Linked DNA regions of Sus scrofa: region 1 is linked to region 2. Evidence: chromatin contacts called from public Hi-C data. All regions are on one chromosome and are shown on one strand. Each heading gives the region's core, a stretch centred on a gene start, on an enhancer-like site or on the middle of the called end of the contact. The rest is flanking DNA. Distances are from core to core; before and after follow the strand shown.

What was found. A called contact is a pair of places that touch in the nucleus more often than the background predicts.
Region 1: a contact with region 2 is called in a Hi-C map of liver, with 5 times the contacts expected there. The contact joins two enhancer-like sites. A contact is called at or near these places in 4 of 47 Hi-C or Micro-C datasets (epiblast stem cells and liver) and 1 of 2 datasets of contacts at active chromatin or transcription factors (alveolar macrophages).

What each region holds. Positions count from the first base shown.
Region 1 is chr1:76,756,204-76,763,610 of Sscrofa11.1, forward strand. All of the region lies in intron 1 of CDK19 (cyclin-dependent kinase 19), which reads right to left. Among named protein-coding and RNA genes, the nearest start is that of CDK19, 34 kb to the right of the region's middle. Within about 2 kb of position 2,313, at least 3 of the 83 cell types and tissues checked have an H3K27ac peak or open chromatin away from gene starts, as enhancers often do. A contact at or near this core is called in liver, where this site is marked.
Region 2 is chr1:76,657,904-76,665,811 of Sscrofa11.1, forward strand. All of the region lies in intron 2 of CDK19 (cyclin-dependent kinase 19), which reads right to left. Among named protein-coding and RNA genes, the nearest start is that of CDK19, 130 kb to the right of the region's middle. Within about 2 kb of position 3,973, at least 6 of the 83 cell types and tissues checked have an H3K27ac peak or open chromatin away from gene starts, as enhancers often do. A contact at or near this core is called in liver, where this site is marked.

The DNA.
Region 1 (7,407 bases), core at 1,063-3,562, 97 kb after region 2:
AGCTTTAAAGCATAAATAAAAACCAAGAGCAAAACTTCAGAATAAATCTTTCTTATTACACTCTTCTTTAATTTTCACCAGTATTAAGTAGGAGAATACACCACGGAGGACAATGTCTCTCCTAAATTCTATTTATCTGTTCCACAATCCCAATCAATGACCATGAGGGAAAGCCTATTTCTCACTACATAATATTTTGAGTAAGACCTCAGATGAGTAACTTCATCCATGAAAAGGATAGTAAAAATAGTAATAATAGAGTCTAAACAAGAAAGTAATTCTAGGGGAAAAAAAATTAAGTTAATGCTATGACTATTGTATTTCAACAATCCTTACCCAGATCAAACCTCAAAGGAGATGTATTATTATGACAGTGCATATATCAAGGAAACTCTTTATTAGAGGTTCATGAAAGGATATAGATAAAACTAAACAAGAAGTTCCTGAAATGGTGACACAGGGGATTTCAGGTGGATAGAATAAAGTGTCCCAATAGTGAGGATGGTTCAGCAAAGATGAACAACAAAAAAAGCGTCAAATTTCCTACTATGGGGATTTTTTTTTTTTTTTTTTTTTTTTTTTTTTTTTTTGCTTTTTAGGGCCACACCCCCAGCATATGGAGATTCCCAGGCTAGGGGTCCAATAGGCACTACAGCTGCCAGCCACAGCAACACAGGATGCAAGCCATGTCTGTGACCTACACCACGGCTCATGGCAACGCCAGATCCTTAACCCACTGAGCGAGGCCAGGGATCTAACCCACACCCTCATGGTTCCTAGTTGGATTCATTTCCACCACACCATGACAGGAACTCCTGGGGATATTTTTAAATTGAGAAAATTTTAAGCATAGGAAAGTTCATGTTTAATACTACCTGAAAGCAGAGTTTGGCATCAGAAACTTAAGTCTTTCTCATCCAGGAACAAATGCTTAGTTCCACAACTTCCAGGCATTACCAATCAATCATCTTTTAGTTACCTGGAGAGAGAGGATCCTTCACTGTGTCCCAGAACTCAAGAGTCCATGCCAACACTGCACTGTTATGCATATTTTTATACAACACAGAAAAGAGGTTTCACACTGAATTCCATAGGCCTGTTCTCAATGGAACATAGCAGAACCTGGTGAAAGCAAGGTACTACTAGACACCAAAACAATGCTTGATTCAGGGTCAAAGAATCTCTCCCAACAACTTGCCCAAGTGCCTCTCGCACTGCACTCCGATCCCAATTCTTCAGAATAAAAATTTAAAGATTCTGGCATTCCTGCTGTGGCACAATGGGATCAGGAGCATCTCTGGAGCACAGAGACACAGGTTCGATCCCCAGCCTGGCACAGTGAGTTAAGGACCTGGTGTTGCCTGCAGCTATGGCATAGGTCACAACTGCAACTCAGAGATCTGATCCCTGGCCAGGGAACTCCATATACCGCAGGGTGGCCAAAAATGAAAAAAAAATTTTTTAATTTTTAAATAATAAAAAAATTAAAGATTCTAACAGGAAATTTGTGAACTATAAAAGCTAATGCTATAGTTATACACCAAAACAGAAGCAACTCCTTAAAAGAACTTGCTATCCTCAACTAATTCAAGAGAGAAACATAATTAGCAAAGAAAAGGACATAGATTTAACAGCTCTTATCTATCAAAACAGAATTGAATTCTTACTTTTACACTCCCTCTCTAAATCAGCCTGGAAAAACCAGAAGAAAATTAGAACAAAGGATACAGTTTCCACTCTGGAATTATGCAGTTGGTAAAACTGCTATTTTTTCCTTTTACGCCACCTCAATGACCTCACAATTTGGACCCAGGTTCTGGGCATTCCACTCAGCGACCTTCCCGGACACTTTTCTGGGGTGTCCTTCACCCACTCATCCAGCTGGTCACTGAATCTCACCTACCTCCTAAATGCCTGTGACCTTCCCCCAGCCCTGCCCCTCTCCCATCTCCATAGCTGTCACTAAGAACAAGTTCTCCTCATTTCTCACCAGGAACTCCCTAAGAGTCTCCTGTTCCACTCTCCTGCCTCTCTTGTCCTCTCCATCCTCCACACTGCTGCAAAACCGATCATGACATTCCTTTCTACAAGGTTACACAATCAACTATTAGCAGTGGTTATCTCTAGAGAATGTCAACATTTTTTGGTGTTGCCCGTGTGCATTTTATAACAAGCATGTGCTCCTTTTACAATCAGAAAAAAAAATTTACTATTTCCATTTGGGAAACTATTGGAATCTACTCCATTTGGAATCTATTACCCCAATTCTCTATCAGGTTAAAGGCCGAATTCTTTAGCCAGGCAGGCACACAATGATCAGGCTCTGCCTTCTCAAATATATTTCCAACCTCCATCCCATGTACTTATTCTAGCCATCCTGAATTACTTGCTGTTGTTTCTTCATAGAATACAGAGATGTAACAATAATCTTGAGTCTGTTCCTAATAATTAATCTGCCTCCACTAATAGTTATGTCATTAATCTAAGAAGAAGTCTTATTTATTCCATCTTGCAGCCCATTATTCCTAACTAGCCTACAGACCCACAGTTGTACCAACACATTAAATTCTTTCCTTCCAGCCAGGCAGAAATTGCTGTAGACAGCCCTTTGCATCCACAGCCTAAGAGATGATATGGGAAGCAGCACAATGCAGTGTGCTAAATTTGGGTAGGGGACTGAAGAGAAAAGTAGGGCAAGGACCTGGATAAATTTGCAGCACAACTTCTCAGAGTGGTCCAGCTTTATCTGAAGTGTTATAAATTCTTGTCACATAAAAGCACAATAAAGTTAAATTTGACAATAACACAAATATTTATATTACTTTCCCTCCTTCTTTTAGCATGAAAATCCAAAAACTAGCCACTTTTTCAAAGCACATTATTGGTTTCACCTTCCTTCAGTTTCTTCGGTGTAAACAAGTACAAACAACCAAATGAAAATTACAGAGATTATATGTAACTTAATGAAGTCTTGTCTTCTGATTATAAATTACACAAAATTCTCTCTTTCAAATCACATAAAATACAGAAACAAAACCCAGATTTTTAAAAATACAAACCAAACACATAAAAACAATTAAAATATTCCTTTCATCTGATTGTGTACTTGGGCCAAATGAAACCAGCAAACAGGGTTACCCAACACAGATTTCTACCTAAAGAAATAAATTAAGAAAAAGATAGAAATGAGCCAGAAAGACAAAGACAAATACCGTATGATATCACTTATAACTGGAATCTAATATCCAGCACAAATGAACATCTCCTCAGAAAAGAAAATCATGGACTTGGAGAAAAGACTTGTGGCTGCCTGATGGGAGAGGGAGGGAGTGGGAGGGATCGGGAGCTTGGGCTTATCGGACACAACTTAGAATAGATTTACAAGGAGATCCTGATGAGTAGCATTGAGAACTATGTCTAGATACTCATGTTGCAACAGAACAAAGGGAGGGGGAAAAAAATGTAATTGTAATGTATACATGTAAGGATAACTTGATCCCCTTGCTGTACAGTGGGAAAATAAAAAAAAAAGAAAAAAAGAAAAAAGAAAAAGATAAAGAGGGACCAAGACAAAGAGTTCAATAGGCTGCAATGGCTGAGGAGCAAATCTAAGGATTTTCATAATTTCTGTACTATATTATACAATCTCCATTCTATTAAAAAGAACAAAATTACATTGTTCTTAGCTGTAATTATGGTATTATGGTTACACAAGAGAATTTTTTTTTGTTTGTTTTTTTTTTTTGTTTTTTTGCTTTTTAGGGCTGCACTCATGGCATACAGAGGTTCCCAGGCTAGGGGTCGGATCGGAACTACAGCTGCCAGCCTATGTCACAGCCACAGCCACCCAAGACCTGAGCCATGTCTGCGACCTACACCACAGTTCATGGCAACACCAGACCCTTAACCCACTGAGCGAGGCCAGGGATCGAACCTACAACCTCACGGTTCCTAGTCGGATTTATTTCCGCTGCGCCACAACGGGAACTCCGAGAACATGTTTATTTTTAGGAGATGCATGCTAAAATATTAAAAGGTATAGTGCCACGACGATTGCAACTTACTTTCAAGTGGTTCAGAAAAAAAAAATATATATATATATATATTTCATATACATATACACACATTTATAGAGAAAGCATCTGTTAACCACTAACCTGGATCCAGGAATGGTAAACTATAGTCCAAGCCAAATCCAGCTGAGCCTGTTTTTGTAAATAACTTTTACTGGAACATTGCCCTGCCCATTCATTAACCTGTTATCTATAGCTGCTTTTTCTCTACAACTACAGAATCGAGTACTTTTAACAGAGACCACATGGCCTCCAAAGCCTAAAATATTTACTGGCCTGTTAGAGAAGTATAGAAACTATCTGGCCCTTTACAGAAAAAAAAATTTACTCACTTCTGATGTAGAGAGTGAATACATAGTGATCATAGGAGCTATATGGATTTTTGATATGTTTGAAACAATTTGTTAAGGACTTCATGACACTCTAGAAATAGAGATATTGAAGAGCCAACGATCATCAAAATTTCCCATTAAAAAATTAACAGCAGTAAAAAAAAATTAATGGTAGGATTAATACATATATTATTATAGCATAAAAGAATCATCTCCTTTATTCCTCACAACTCATAAGGAAACATCACTCTCCATTTTTACAGATTTCTTTTTTTCACACTCTAATCCTTTCCAGTTCTTCCCAAAGTATATATATTTAAAAAAAATAAAAAACTTTCTACACATTTAGAATTTATCTTGCCCAAACACCTCCAGAACTCTGAGCTTATTATTTTTTTCACTTAGTTATTTTTTTTTTAATCCTAGTTATAGCACACATATGCACTTTCTTTACAAAGGGAACAATAATGGAAATCAGAGCAACAGCTGCTTTTGGCTGAGTGCTAAGCCACAGGCAGGTGTCTTTTCTTTTCTTTTTTTTTTTTCTTTTTTTTTTTTTGCTTTTCAGGGCCACACCTTTGGCATGTGGACACTCCCAGGCTAGGTGTCGAATCAGAGCTACAGCTGCCAGCCTACACCAGAGCTCAGGGCAACACTGGATCCTTAACCCACTGAGAGAGGCCAGGGGTCGAACTCTCATCCTCATGGATACTAGTAGGGTTCATAACCCACTGAGCCACTGCAGGAACTCCCTCACTTAGTTATCTTTTCTCACTGTGTATTTTTAATTTAGTCAAATTACTAAAAATCCTAAAAGGCTGGAACTTTATCACATGTCCCTTTACTTTAAAAAAAAAAAAAAAAAAAACACTATCAGACCTAAATATGAGACCTAAAATTGGGACCTGCTGTCTAGCACAAAGAACTCTACTCAATATTCTCTGATAACCTATATGGGAAAAGAATCTGAAAAAGAAAGGATATGTGCTTAAGTATAACTGAATTACTTCACTGTATAGCAGAAATTAACACAACATTGTAAATCAACTATACTTCAATAAAAGAAAAAAAATGGAAAAAAGACCTAAAACTACAAAACTCTTGGAAGAAAACAAAGAAGTAAATCTTTGCAATCTTAGAGCAAACAGGAGTTTCCTAATGCAACAAAATAAAAGACATAAACTAGACATCATTAAAATTAAAACATTTTCTGCTTCAAAGGACACCATCAAGAATGTGAAAAGGCAATCCGCAAAACGAAAGAAAATATTTGCAAATCATAAATCAGATAAGGGCCTAGCATCCAGAATATATAAAGAACTCTTACAACTCAACAACAACCAAGGATAAAAAGACAATCCAATTTTAAAAATGGGCCAAAGAATATACACAAATAGCCAAAATTGAGCATGAAAAGATGCTTGATACTACTAGTTATTACGGAAATACAAATCAAAACCACATGAAATAACACTTCATACCCAGTAAGATGGCTAAAATCAAAAACAGTATCAAATGCTAACAAGCATATAAAGAAATTGGAATCCTCATACATTGCATGAAGGAATGTAAAATGGTGCAGCTGCTTTAGTAGTTCCTCAAAAGGTTAAATATAGAGTTAACATACAATCTAGCAATTCCATTCTTAGGTATATACCCAACAATTTAAAACATGTGGTTGGAGCTCCCGTTGCAAGGTAATGAACCCAACTAGTAATCATGAGGATGCCGGATGCGGGTTTGATCCCAGGCCCCACTCAGTGGGTAAAGGATCCGACATTGCCGGGAGCTGTGGCTTAGATCCCACGTTGCTGTGGCTTGGATCCCACGTTGCTGTAGCTGTTGCGCAGGCCTACAGCTGCAGCTCTAATTTGACCCCTAGCCTGGGAACTTCCATATGCCACAGGTGCAGCCCAAAAAAGACACACACACACACACATATATATATATATATACACATTAAATGTTCACAGCAGCATTATTTACAATAGTCAAAAAGTGGAATCAACCAAAATGTCCATCGACTGACAAATTACCCAAAATTATAAAATATGGTAGTCATAGCAATGACTAATGATATTCTTTAGTCATTTACAAGCATGATGTAAATACATTCTACAACATGACTGAAACTTCTGCTAAGATGGATCTAAATAAATATTTATTGATAAAAAATGCATAACATCAATAAATTTATCAATATCTTAGAAAGTTTACAGAAAAGTGCATTCTGACAACTGATAATTATTTGCCTTCATCAGTCTCTTCATTAATGATCATGAATACTCCACAAATAGTTCTCATTACTTTTATATTAGATATCTTACTAAAGATACGAATGTTGGAGTAGGAGTTAGAATAGAACACCAATAACATCAGAAACTGAAACATACTAAGAGATCTTAAGGGAAGTATTTAATATTTCTGGACTTCTTTTAGGGCAAGCAATTTGACCAAGATACACAATTTCATGAAGTTCCAAAAGCTTATGCTGCTTTTTGGTTTTGGGTTTTTTGCGGGTTTTTTGTTTTTTTGTTTTTTGTTTTTTAGTTTTTTTTTACTTTTTAGGGCTGCACCCACAACATATAGAAGTATCCAGGCTAGGGGTAAAATTGCAGCTGCAGCTGCCAGCCACAGCCACAGCCACAACAACGCGGGATCAGAGCTGCATCTGCAACCTACACCACAGCTCACAGCAACACATGACGCTTAACTGAGTGAACAAGGCCAGTGATCAAACTCGCATCTCATAGATAGTAGTCCAGTTCGTGACCTGCTGAGCCACAATGGGAACTCCTCATGCTGTGTTTTTAATCACTACCTATAAGTACATCTGGAAAGAAATTTTTTTGTGTTGAATTAAATTACATAGTTCTTTAAACCTACTCTATGCAGATCAATATAGTAATACCAGGAAATTCCTGCTCACTTTCAAGTTTCCTAATCATGATCTCTATTTTAAAGACAAATACTGTTAAGCACATTTTGACTTATGTACTCTT
Region 2 (7,908 bases), core at 2,723-5,222:
GGTTATAACATCTACTTGGTTCTTTCACTTAAAAAGTTAAATAAGAAGTTCCTGTTGTGGCTCAGTGGTAATGAACCCAAATGGTTTCCATGAGGACATGGGTTCCACCCCTGGCCCTGCTCACTGGCTTAAGAATCTGACTTTGCCTTGAGCTGTGGTGTAGGTCGCAGATGCAGCTCGGATCTGGCGTTGCTGTGGCTGTGCCATAGGCTGGCAGCTGCAGCTCTGATTCGACCCCTAACCTGAGAACTTCCATATGCCGTGGGTGTGGCCCTAAAAAGACAAAAGAAAAAAAAAGTTGAAAATGCATTAACAAAATAATGAGTTAAATAAAATCTTTAAAATGTGTTCCTTTTGGAATTCCCATTGTGGCACAGCAGAAACGAGTCTGACTAGTGACCGTGAGGTTGTGGGTTCGATCCTTGGCCTTGCTCAGTGGGTTAAGGATCTGGCATTGCCATGAGCTATGGTGTAGGTCACAGACGTGGATCAGATTCTGCGTTGCTGTGGCTGTGGTGTAGGCCGGCAGCTGAGCTCCGATTCGACCCCTAGCCTGAGAACCTCCACATACCGAGGGTGAGGGCCCCCCAAAAAATAAATAGATAAATAAAATGTGTTTCTTTTATATCTGCATCACAGTCGTAATTTTACCTATTTTGAAAATTACCCTTTAATACTCATTTTATAGAAATATTTGCACTGACATAAAGCTGCTATTGCCTTTATTTAGCCCACCGAGTGTGAATGCTCACATTTTTATCATGAAATAAATATTAATAAAAAGTTTGATTACTACACCAGAATTTCTCCTGGGTATTAGGTAATATATTATATTTTTATAATATATATGTTTTATAATATTTTGTAATATATATAAAAACACTGTCTTTCCAAAATTAAAAGAAACTGTATCCAAAATACACCTGTTCCCAAGATTTCATTTAACAAATGGTGGACCCGGTATTGTTTATTTATTTTATGTTTTTTATTGTCTGTCTCTCTCCATTAACATATAAGCTCCATGAAGGGAAAATTTCTGTTGCTTTTAGATCCCCAGTGCTTAAAATGGTACCTAGCACTAGTAAGTGCTCAATAAATGTCTGTCAAAAAAAAATCTACTGAACTGACCTGGTTCTTACAAAATCAACCAGTAAATAGCTTGAAATATTATAAAACATTGCTCTTCTTTCAAAAGGTATTTTAAATTGTTTTGTTTTTTAATAAATTGAATAGATTATGTCTAAAATAGTTATCTTAGGGACTCTAACTTTCCACAAGCTACATTTACTTTAGGCTTAAAAAGGAATTTTTCTCTCAACCAGCACCACTCTAGCAAAATTTTTAGCATGCTGGCTTGATGTAAAGAGCATAAGCATAGCTCCTAATAGCTCTGGGTGAGATATTTAACGGTACAGAACTGTAAAAGCAAAGAGGTACCATGAGGGTGTGCCTTGAAAGGTATGCAAATGCAATAAATGCTACAAAATCCTGAAGAAAATGATACACAGGAACAGGGAACAAAGGGAGCCACACTTGAGAAACTAAAGCAGAGATTAATTAAATCATTGCTTACTTTCAAGGCTAGCAAAACCAAATATGCTAGGCCCTAAACAAATGCCACAGAATACACAAAAATGTATTCTCTATTTACTGAAACAAACAAATAAAAAAGTAAATTTCTCTATTGCTATTTACTGAAGAAACAAACAAAAACAATAAACAGCACGATTTTCTTCAATATTAAGAAAAACTGACGAGTGGATGCACTGGGGGTTTGGGATGGAAATGCTGAAAAACTGGGTTGTGATGATCGCTGTACAACTATAAATATAATAAAATTCATTAAAAAAAAAAAGAAAAGAAAAACTGATGAGTAAATTATGGTATAGCCACATATCACAGTCTCAAATACGGATGCCAAGAGTTGCTTTTCATCTTTTAAAGTTTTACTGAAGTATAGTTGATTTACAATGTTGAGATCATTTCTGCTGTAGCCAAGAGTTTTTAAATACATGAGAAAAGACTTAGGCTTTAATGCTGTAATACTGTGATGTAATATAGAAAGGGGGTGCGATGATGGTTTTACAATGTCTAGAAATATCAAATCACTATGTTGTTCACCTGGAACTAAGATTAGTGTTGCGGGTCAACTATACTTCAGTTTAAAAAAAAAAAAAAAATCAGAGAGGAAAACAATGTGTTGTGTTTTTTCCTAACCAAGCAAGTTGATACAGAATTTCCCCTTTCTTTGCCTCCCTCAGATTTAAATTTCATCTTTTACTTTGGAGGAGGGTGAAGGGGATCAGAATGGGCCACCCCAAAATATGATACTTTGGCATAAGAATGATTCGGAGCCGAAGGCATTGGAAAGTCAGCAGATGCAGAAAGGAGCCTTCCTGGAGCTTCCCTTATGGGACTGAAAGTAGAAACTCTGAGAAATGAGGACTGCCATAAATCCCCTCTCCCAGGGAAGTTTTATGACCATGAAGAAGACAGAAAGTCGGCCCTGCAATGGATCAACACAAACAAACCATGCTAATAGAGGCCTTATCTTTCATTAGTTTCCCCTACATATTTACCTTCCCACAGTTTGCAAACCCTTTGTCTTGTCACGTCTCTACAATTTATGGCTCTTGGTTAAAAATGGCATATCAGGTTGACTTATTTCTTGGCATCTTCATTTCTTTTCTAGGGAGGCCACTATGTCACACAAAAATTAACATCAAATAAAGTCAATATGCTTTTCTCTTCTTAAAATATTAAAAATTAAAATAAATGAAAGGCTGCAAAATATTAAATGTTTATAAAAAAGCAACTATACCAAAATGTTAATATAGTTATCTCTAGGGAATGGGATTGTGTGATTTTTCTTTCTTCCTATTCTTCTACTTGATGCATTTTCTATACTGAGCATTACTCATATAATTTACACACACACACATAGACACACACACACAAGCCCTTTCTCTTCAGAAATCTACCCGCTAAGATACTATCGTGCTAGTGAAGCTTCTTTCACATTTGATCTGAAAAAGGATAAAAGAAAGAGATGATGATCGCGCTGGTACTTTCCTGAACTCTTGGCAATATCACATCTTGGCAATGGACTTTAATCTCTTGTCACACAAATATTTGTTCAACATGACATCATGCAACTACAAATATGCCTTAATCACATAAAGAGCAGTTAACTATAGCATGATTTTCCTGTCAAAACCCCACACTAAGAGATAATATCTCTTCCAGATACTTACAGATTACTAACATGATCCCAAAGGAGCCTAATGAAAAATGTGCAACGGGCATGCAAAGACTTTTTCTGATTCCCCTTCCAGGGCATATAAGTGACTATAAAAAATGTCCGCTTTTCACTGTCCTAAACATATAACAATCTAAAGCTGTAATTCTAAACTTTGTTCTCTAAAGCACTATTGAGGATCCTGACTCCATTTGGGAACTCTTATGCTACACTATCAATTACAGAATCTGTTTGTATTTTAATCCACCCATCTTTCTTCCTGTTTCATCCGCACTTTTTGTTCGCCAAGTCTCTGATGCCCCAGGGCTTCCAGATTCCTTTTTCAGAGTATCTAAAAGGAAAGGGTCCTCTTATGCTTCAATAACTCACTTATCTCAAAGTAAATCCAATTTTTTATTCGCATTTGATCTGTAATATGTAACAGAATGATTCATTTGACCATTGATCTTTATTTTTAGAAAGCTTTATTTTTAGAATGCATTCATTGAGTGTAACATTTTTTAATGTGTAACCCTCCCCTCCCTACAAAAAAAAAAAAAAGGAAAATAAATGAGGAAATGTACTTGGTAGCAAACAGGAGATTCACCTAACTTCAAAATGCCCCAGCATTCCTAAGCTGAAATTTAAGAATTAGCATTTTGACACCTGACACTTTCACTCCTGTGACAAGCTTTAGGGAAGGACCTTACAAGCACATAGATACATTATAACCTTCCAGCAGGTGGCACTCATACTCTGAAGAGGGGTCTATAAAACAGTAAACCAGCCCAGGTTCAAGGTAGCCCTAAATTTTTTGCTTTATTTTACTTTAGCAACACTGCTTAGGTACCAGTCATAAGCTTCAAGGAGGTCAGTGGTCCCCACTGCCATCCAGTGGAAATGACAGTGAGGCAGCAGGTATAATACAAAAAGCACAGATTTTAGAATTCAGAAACCTGAGTTTAAGCCCTGACCACAGCTATGCAGAGCAAGATGCTTAACTCCTCAGAGGCTTAGAGAGGGGGAAAAAAAAATATACTGATAAACACACTCAGTTTCTGCAAGGATTAAATGAATGTACATAACTATATATCACAATGCTTAGAAAACATTAAAAACTTGACAAACTATAGTTATTGCTCTTATAACCACCACTATTGGCAAGAATGTTATGAGGACTAAATGTGGTAAGTAGAACGTCTGGCATGCTTTAAGTTTTTTTTTGGGGGGGGTTGTTTTTTGTTTGTTTGTTTGTTTTTTAGGGCATTACCCACAGGATATGGAGGTTCCCGGGCTAGGAGTCCAATTGGAGCTACAGCTGCCAGCCTACACCACTGTCACAGAGACACAGGATCCAAGCTGCTTCTGCAATCTACACCACAGCGCACGGCAACGCTGGATCCTTAACCCAATGAGCAAGGCCAGGGATGGAACCTGCATCCTCATGGATACTACTTGGGTTTATTAACCACTGAGCCATGCCAGGAACTTCTCTTTAAGGTTTTGATAAACACTAGCTATTATTACTGTACCTAACTGAGAAAGGCTAGGCACTACAGGCATAGAACCTCATTGGAGAGAGACATGCTGTGATTGGGGCATGCCATCACATTTATTTCCCAAAGTGCCTGAAACACTCTGTTAGCAGGTTGTATAATAATAGTATGGCTACGGGAAAGTTAGTTCACTTTCCACTTTGCAACAGATGATCTAGTTTCCTTTTCTCTTTGATTTTATTACTACATGTACTTGGTCTGAGAGAGATGTGAAAGCAAGTGAGATTGGTAATAAATAAGAAGCTTACATCCTCTTAACTATGACAGCATAAGTGCTCTTTTCAAAGTTGAATGTTTAATCTTTTACGTAACATACTCCACATGAGAAAAATCAGATACAGTTCTTATAAATCAATGGCACTCTGAATATACAAACTTTAAGTATAAAAAATGAAACAGATGCAAATCAAAATAGTTTACAAGCAAAACCTAAATTACCTGGAATTCTCAGGGGCATTCTGATTCATTGGAGGGTAATCAGAAAATCTTTTCTTGCTTCCAGTAAAAAGCCTTGTTGAAAGCCTTCCTTATCTTCACAATTACCAAAATGGAATTATCTTTGACTCTAGGCACATTTTTAGTATCTTGGAGTTTCAATAAATATAAACTCCTAACAAATATTTCCTCCTCGTTTATCCTTTTATTTCCTTGAAGTAAAATGAGGGGTGAAAAAAAAACCCTTAAAACTCTTATTTAGGGGAGTTCCCGTCTTGGAGCAGCAGAAACGAATCCAACTAGGAACCAAGAGGTTGTGGGTTCAATCCCTGGCCTCGCTTAGCGGGTTAAGGATCTGGCATTGCCATGAGCTGTGGTGTAGGTGTCAGACATGGCTCGGATCCCTCATTGCTGTGACTCTTGGTGTAGGCCGGCAGCAACAGCTCTGATTAGATCCCTAGCCTGGGAACCTCCATATGCCCTAAAAAGACAAAAGACAAAAAAAAAAAAAAAAAAAAAAAAAAAAAAAAGAAAAAGAAAAAGAAAAAGCTCTAATATAAATACTGCCTTAAAAAGGAAAAGAAGTATCATCTTATTTTCCTCTGTCTCTAGTCCTCGTTTCCTTCTCTGTTCTGCAGTCTCTCCTGACATCTTACCCATGTGTCTAAGGTTTCACTGTTACTTTTATGGAGAATCCAAAATCTCAATCTCTAGCCCAAAACTCTGACATCAGGTTGCAACTGTGCATTCATACACCCATATGGAAATCCCACTGTACCTCAAAACCCACAGGTCCAAAACTGAGTATCACTTGCCTACCTCCACCTCTTAGCGCATCCACTATTCTTGCAATTATACCACTCTTTCCCAATAACCAAGGCAGGTTCAAAACCTTAAAACCAATCAGTGCCCAGTTACTCAACAAGTGCTATGTACTTTGCCTTTTAAATATACTCATGAATTTTCACCTCAATAATTAAAAGAAACCCTTAACTAGTATTTATACATGTGCTCTTGCCTGTGCCTGGAAAGATCTTCTCTGTCCTCTTTTCTGACTAACACCTATTTGCTTTTTAGAAAGGACTTTATCACTGCTTCTAAAAAACCTTTCTTGAAACTCCTAGTCTAAGTGGGTGTCTCTCTTCTGTCTTTCCTTCCATACTGTACTACTTCTCTTAACATACCACTGATGAAATTATGACATAGTTTGATTATCTGGCTCCCCTAATAGATTGCAAGGTTCTAGAATGCAGGAACTATGTCTTCCATCTCTAAATTTCCACTGTGTAACAAGCCAGACACATTTGGTGTTCCTCAAATGCTGGCTGAATTAGTGAGTGATGATCTAGCGCCTGTCATTTCTAATACATCCCATGCACTGACATCAAATTATCTTCCTAAATTAAAAAGTTGAGGAGTTCCTGCTCTGGCACAGTGGGTTAAGAATCTGACTGCAGGAGTTCCCATCACGGCACAGTAGAAATTAATCCATCTAGGAACCATGAGGTTGCAGGGTCAATCCCTGGCCTTGCTCAGTGGGTTAAAGATCTGGCATTGCCTCGAGCTGTGGTGTAGGTGGCAGATGCAGCTTAGATCTGGCGTTGCTCTGATTAGACACCTAGCTGGCAGCTGTAGCTCTGATTAGACCCCTAGCCTGGGAACCTCCACATGTTGCAGGTGTGGTCCTAATAAAGCAAAAAGAAAAAAGAAAAGAAAAGAAAGAAACTGATTGTAGCAGCTCAGGTGGCTGCAGAAGCACAAGTTCAATCCTTGACCCAGGGCAGTGGGTTAAAGAATCTGGCACTGCCACAGCTCTGGCTTAGGTCACAGGTGTGGCTCGGATTCAGTTCCTGGCCCAGGAACTTCCACATGCCATGGGTGTGGCCATTAAAAAAAAAAAAAAAAAAGTCTAATAATGTTAACTCTCCCATCCTAAAATCTTAAATGGTTTCAAAGATGAAACTCCCAAATGGAACATTCAAAATGACCCACTTCAAAGACTAAATCTATTTTTCTTACAAATAATTTATCTGGGGGGTGGGTGCTGAGAGTCAAGATAAAACTGTATTATAAAGATTTTAACCAAAAATGAGGCTGGCAGATAAGATCCAAGTTAAGGACCAGAGAGCTTTGCCCTAATAAAGGCGGTGTCATAACTGGCCTATGTTGTGGCCTTCACTTTCAGGACACTCCCCATACAATCATCATGAATGATGTCTCAAGGTCTCAAGGTCTCGCCACTGCACAGGATCCTGGCCATTACCTATTGTCCCCCATAAAGACTGGCCTTGGGACATGGGAATGAGGCAGCAACTTGGTTAAAAATACCCAGCAGGTAAGCAATGATTTTAAAAAGTCAAAATTCATTAGTAAACACAAGTGCCCAGCACATTTCAGGGAGCCTCAGGGAGTTTATGGCCTAATAGAGACCAAAGAGGAAGCAGATTAAGCAAAACTATAAAACTTTCTAAAACTGTAAGTATGATAAGGCTATTAACAAAAATACAGAATAGTTATATATAGCAGATATAATCTAATCTGGAAAGTCATAAAAGATACTCCTAACGAAGTATGCAAGTTGAAAAGAGGGAACTGAGAATTACAGAGACTCAACCAGCAAGAAAAGCATATTAGCCAATATTCTCATCATGTCATGACTGTACCGAATCTAAGAACTCC